Regions from separate parts of the Oryctolagus cuniculus genome. Here region 2 is linked to region 1. Evidence: chromatin contacts called from public Micro-C data. All regions are on one chromosome and are shown on one strand. Each heading gives the region's core, a stretch centred on a gene start, on an enhancer-like site or on the middle of the called end of the contact. The rest is flanking DNA. Distances are from core to core; before and after follow the strand shown. Region 1 holds the start of RSRC1 (arginine and serine rich coiled-coil 1). Region 2 has its middle 100 kb from the start of VEPH1.

The links. Hi-C and Micro-C count contacts between places; a contact is called where the count stands out from the background.
Region 2: a Micro-C map of ear pinna shows a contact between it and region 1, with 3 times the contacts expected there. The contact joins the enhancer-like site here to the promoter of RSRC1 in region 1. A contact is called at or near these places in 2 of 6 Hi-C or Micro-C datasets (ear pinna and skin fibroblasts).

The regions. Positions count from the first base shown.
Region 1 is chr4:122,712,191-122,714,890 of mOryCun1.1, forward strand. It overlaps RSRC1 (arginine and serine rich coiled-coil 1), which reads right to left and starts at 1,332. Exons shown (of 11, transcript XM_070072602.1): 1 at 1,239-1,332. SHOX2 (SHOX homeobox 2) reads left to right here and starts at 984. Exons shown (of 5, transcript XM_051859078.2): 1 at 984-1,512. The coding sequence starts at 1,164.
Region 2 is chr4:123,210,678-123,213,377 of mOryCun1.1, forward strand. No RefSeq gene overlaps it. Among named protein-coding and RNA genes, the nearest start is that of VEPH1, 100 kb to the right of the region's middle. Within about 2 kb of position 1,339, at least 3 of the 8 cell types and tissues checked have an H3K27ac peak or open chromatin away from gene starts, as enhancers often do. A contact at or near this core is called in ear pinna, where this site is marked.

The DNA.
Region 1 (2,700 bases), core at 82-2,581:
GGAACCTCCTAAGAAGAGCCGCTCCGGTCTTGGCAGGGCTGTGAAGCTAGAATGAGGCCGCGCGGTGGAGCTGCGGCTGGGGTCGGGGCAGCGGGGCAGCGATGCGGGAGTGGTGCGCGGGGCAGGATGCGGGACGGCGGGTAGGGCCTCTAAGCCGCCGGGCGCCGATGCGGGGCAGGGGCTGCAGGCAGCCCTGCGGAGCTGAGCGGCTGCGCGGCCCGGAGCAACAGGGAAGGCTGTGGGGTCGGTGCGGGGTGGGGATCCTCGCCCGACTCTGCGAGCCGCGCACTTGTCAGTTTCCTGCTGGCCCCGCCCCCGCGGAGTCCATCCAGCTCCCCAGCGCTTAACTAAGTCGTGACACCAACGCAAAACCCACGTCTAATTAAATTAATTAGGGATCCTTGTCAATCCTGGATGAATGACCGAGCGCACAGGAGGCCGGGGCTCGCTGAAGCCTGGACGGCGGGGACCTTCCTCCTCCCCCACGGCTCGGGTCCCCGCGCTGTCAGCCCGCGCCCGCACCGGCCCCGACTCCAGCCTCAATTGCGCGCTCTCCGCCTCTCTCTCTCTCGCTCTCTCTCTCGCTCTCTCTCTCGCTCACGCTCTCGCTCTCCCTCTCTCACTCTCTCCCCTCCCTCCCCCCCCACCCCAGGTAGTGGCGCGGCTGCTGCTCCCCGGGAAGGGGCTCGCTCGAGTTGCAGGGGAGGTAATTGACTCGGAACGAGGGCCGTCTTAAGGAAGTATAAATAGTGAGACTTCAAGCGCAGCGTCGCTATCGGACCTGAACTCTCGGCAGGAAGAATTGTCAAAGATCTTAACATCCAACGAGCGCGCTCCGGCGGGGAAGCCCGGGCCGCGGCCCCGCCGCCCCCGCCCCTCCCCCGCCGCCCCCTCCGCTCCCAGTCCTCCTCCTCCTCCTCCTCGTCTTCGTCCTCCTCCTCCTCTTCTCACTTCTCGTTCTCCTTCTACTTCTCCTCCTCTTTCTTCTTTCTTCTCTTCTTCTTCCTCCTCCTCCTCCTCCTCCCGCTCCTCCCCCACCCCTGCCCCATTGATGTGTTGTTATTGGGGGGGCTGGAGCAGTAAGAAAAGGAGGAGGAAAAAAGGAGCGGGGCTCGGCTGGGAGCGGCTGGGCGCGGGGCCGACGGGCGGCGGCGGCGGCGGCGATGGAAGAACTTACGGCGTTCGTCTCCAAGTCCTTTGACCAGAAAGTGAAGGAGAAGAAGGAGGCGATCACGTACCGAGAGGTGCTGGAGAGCGGGCCGCTGCGCGGGGCCAAGGAGCCGAGCGGCTGCGCCGAGCCCGGCCGCGACGACCGCAGCAGCCCGGCAGTCCGGGCGGCCGGCGGAGGCGGCGGCGGAGGAGGCGGAGGCGGAGGCGGAGGAGGCGGAGGAGGTGCAGGAGGAGGAGGAGGAGCAGGCGGAGGAGCTGGAGGAGGGCGCTCTCCCGGCCGGGAGCTGGACATGGGCGCCGCCGAGAGGAGCCGGGAGCCGGGCAGCCCGCGGCTGACCGAGGGTAACGGCCCGATCCCCCAGCCGCAGTTCCCTTTCCCGCCTTAGCTGACCCCTCTCGAGCGGCCCCGCGGGGAGGGGGGCGGGACGCGGACCGGGTCTCCCCGGGATCCCGGCTCTGGAAGCTGGAGAGATATTGGAGGGGGTGGGCGTCCGCGGCAGTGTGTACGGTCGTGGGTGGGGTCCTGATGCGTGTGTGCCGGGGGGTGGGGGGCGCGTGGGGTTTGCGCGTGTCCTCCCCAGATGCTCCCACCGCATTGAAATGCAGCTTTCCCTGGCGGGAGGACCGGCCCGCAGTCCGGACGGCCCGCGGGGCAGATGTGCAAGTTCGTGGGGACTAGACTGTGGCAAGGGGTGCTGGCTGGGACCGGACCCAGCGGAGGGGGGAGGCCGGCGTCTAGCGAGAGTTTACGGCAGCCTACCCCCCTCCCCGGCCTAAGCGAGAGAGGGACAGAGAGAAGGGGACAGAGGGCAGCGTCACCCTTGGGTCACCCACGGGGCTCTCGGGCCGCCGCCCGAGCCCCCTTGGAACTCCGCAAAGACCCAGAGTCTTTGGATCTTTAGGGGACCAAACTTCCCATTTTCTTTGCGCGATGAAAGAACGAAGCCAAGGCAGAATAAGGTCCGGGCTATGCTGCTGCTCCCGGGCGAGGCGTTTAGGATTCATTTTAGGGTTTGTTGTACGCAATTCCTTTACTGCTTCGAATTATCCAGTACTCTGATCTGGGGGGAGGAAAAACTCCTTTGGTGCCAGCGAAGTGTTGGCAAACGGCTTTATCTAATGGTGGAGCGTCCTGTACCAATTCAAAGGAGTTCAACAATAAAATTAATTTGGCACTTGGTGCCTGCAGTAACTGGTGTACTGCCATATTTTTCCAATTAAGAAAATATGTGGCATGCGTAGAATCACATATTTAAGCAAGCAATTAGGTTGTTTATAACACGGTCTGTTCCTGTTTAGGCCACTAAGTGGAAATTTGGGGGCGAAATAGAAATTATATTAAGTCTATTAATCAACGTGAAATTTGGACATCTTTCTCCCTGAAGCCTCAAAACTTTGAGGGCCATCCATTGTGTGGATGACAAGAAATAGACAAAGTTTGTCCGCCCCTTTTGGCAGAATCTGGTGTGTTTTCCCGTTTAAATTTCACTGAAATATCAGTGGAAATATTTTTCTATTAAATTGTCCCCC
Region 2 (2,700 bases), core at 89-2,588, 500 kb after region 1:
CAAAACATAGACCTTTGAACAATGACAGCTGGAAAATCCCGAGGCATCAGACACAGCTAATAGAAGATTCTCCTCCTGTTTTCAGGAGTCTTTGAAAACCAAAAGGCATCGTCCGCAGCACAACATGTGACAAGACATTTATTTTCATCTATTTGCTGTAAGCCGTTGAAAACTAGAAATATCAAATTAGATCAAATGTTTTAAAATAGGTTAAAATCGATCCTTTCCTTGTATTTTGGGTCCTGCCCAAATAAGTGCTCAGACCTGGGCCTCCGCGGCCTGAATATCTATTGCAGTGGAAGAGGGAAGCCGAAGCCCGGAACGGTGAGCACGCATCACGGTGGCCCAAGCAGAGGCGAATTGTCAGAGGAGTTCTCTGCGGCTGCGCGGCGCGGGGCCGGGCCGCAGCGTCCGCACCTTTGGGCACCGCCAGAGTTTTCCTTCCGCTCCTTCAGGACAGACACGGGCTGGTGAGAGAAAAAGCCAGTGAGCATTTGGTCACACAAAGGCTTTCCTCGGTATTTTTGTTTTGGCCCTGCCAAGCCTTCTTGAGGGATGGCAAACGCGGCCACGCACGGGACACAGAACCCTGGGCCTCGGGCCTGGCTCGCTCGCGTGTAGTTATTTAATTTATTTTTATGACTCTCCTCCGAGGGGAAGCAGCACCTTTCCTAAGGAAACTCCAGGCCCCTGCCTGGCTTTCTCTCATCATTAATCCTCGCCGCGTCCCGGGGAAGTGGGGTCGAGACAAGCTTCAGAGAGCGAGAAGCTGGAGTTTGGGAAGGTTAAGTGACTTGCTCAGGGTTGTTTAGCAAATTAGGAGCGCGCACCTGGGAGCAGGGCCCTGGGTGCGGAGGCTGGGGCACAGCAGCCGGGGAGAACCCGGCCACAGAGACGCTCTTTTGTGCAGGGTTTTTGTTGACCTGCCTATTTGCGTCGAAAAGAAACGACATGTTTCAGGTCTGCTCTGCCCCTCCCCTTTCTGCCACATCCACACACGCGCGCGCGCACACACACACACACACACACACATGCACTCACGCACACACCCCATTAGCCCCGGGTCGGGGGGCTAGCCTTGGATTAGAACCGGCCAACAGCCCCGCCGATCTGCCGCACGCTCTCAATGTAATCCATTGTTTTGGGCTGCACGGCGGCGGCGGCGTGGAGGTGCGGTTCCCGCTTCCTGGCCTCGCCCGGAGGCCTGGCCTCATATATCTCATTATGGCCACGGTGAAAAGAGTCGGTCTGAGAACAACCGCTCCATTGATAGGGACTTTCTTGAACACACACGCGCGCGCGCGCGCACACACACACACACACACTCACACACAACTTTAAAGATTTATGGCTGTCATCGCGGGGGAGAATAAAGATGGTGTGTGCTTCCCGGAGAGGAGCGAGCGAGCGAGCGAGCGGGCGTGCGGCGCGCCGCGGTGGATGATAGCCCTGGAAGACAGCCGCGCCTCGGGGCTCCGGGGCCAGGGCTGTCCGGGCCGCGGGAGGACGCAGCCACCCCTCACGGAACGCGTTTCTCCTTAGTCCCAGGGCTAGGAAGAGAATAGCGACAGCTAGAAGTTTCAAAAGGTGAATTCACCCAGAAATACTGCCGAGGGGGAGAAGTGACCTGTCCTGAGGAAAAAGGGAGAGGCTTATCAAAGTCTGGGAGGAAAGAAAAGGCTAGCATCTTCAGGGCAAGTAGTGCTTTCTTCACGCGTGTGCATGCAGGTTTGTAAGTACAATAGCTCCTTTGGTAAAATGCTTGTACCTCACCGGGCCGAGATTTTTTTTTTTTTTTTTAAATTTTTGAATTGCACGTTCGCCATCTAGTGGTCACTTTTTAAAACAACAAGTACACGGTGTTACTGATGTCATCCTTTGGATGCAAATTACTTAGTTCAACGACCCCCCCCCCCCCCCCCCCGCCTTTCTTCTTTTTTAATGACTAATTCCTGCATCAATCATAGCGAGCCACTGAGACTTTCACTTCCGGCACGGACAGTTCGCAGTGATTTCCAAGAACTAAAGGATCTCTATATTGGCAATTTAAATCAGAGCGTTTTCCACTGCTGAGATCAACTCCCCTGATTTATTGCCTAAAAGTTAATCATCTTGACATTGTTTCTGCGGTAAACAAAATAGTCTATCATAGAATTTCCCAAAATTTGTGCTTAAGTTCAACGTCTATTCAACTCTGAGGATAAAGGACAGCTGGGCATTCACTGGGCATTCGGTCACCGACCAAAATATCCGTGAGGCCTTTTTAGCTTAATGCCCTCGATGCGCTTGTTTGCACAGGGCGAGGAGAGGAGCCTGCTGCCTTTACAGGCACACGGGGACCTGGTGTGGTGGCACCGTGGACTGCCGTAGTCTCGGAGTATGAGAGTGTCCTGTAGATTGTTTCGGAGAAATATTTTCAGTAGAAAGATGGCATCAAATGGCATTGGATGCAGGACAGGAATCATTTTTACCTCAGTCCCTCTAGGTCTTTAACGGCTCTGAAACAGGCCAATCATCCTTTATAATCAAAGAGAACAGACTCCGCTTGTTTGCTTTGCCCAGACCACAATATCTGGTTAGAATTTCCTATAATTACAGTCTGCATTGTCATTAGTTACAACTTCCTGTTAGCGGCACGATCCTGCTTCTTCACTGAAGTCATGATGTACAATTTCCCTTTAAAATGTAGTCGAGTAAAAT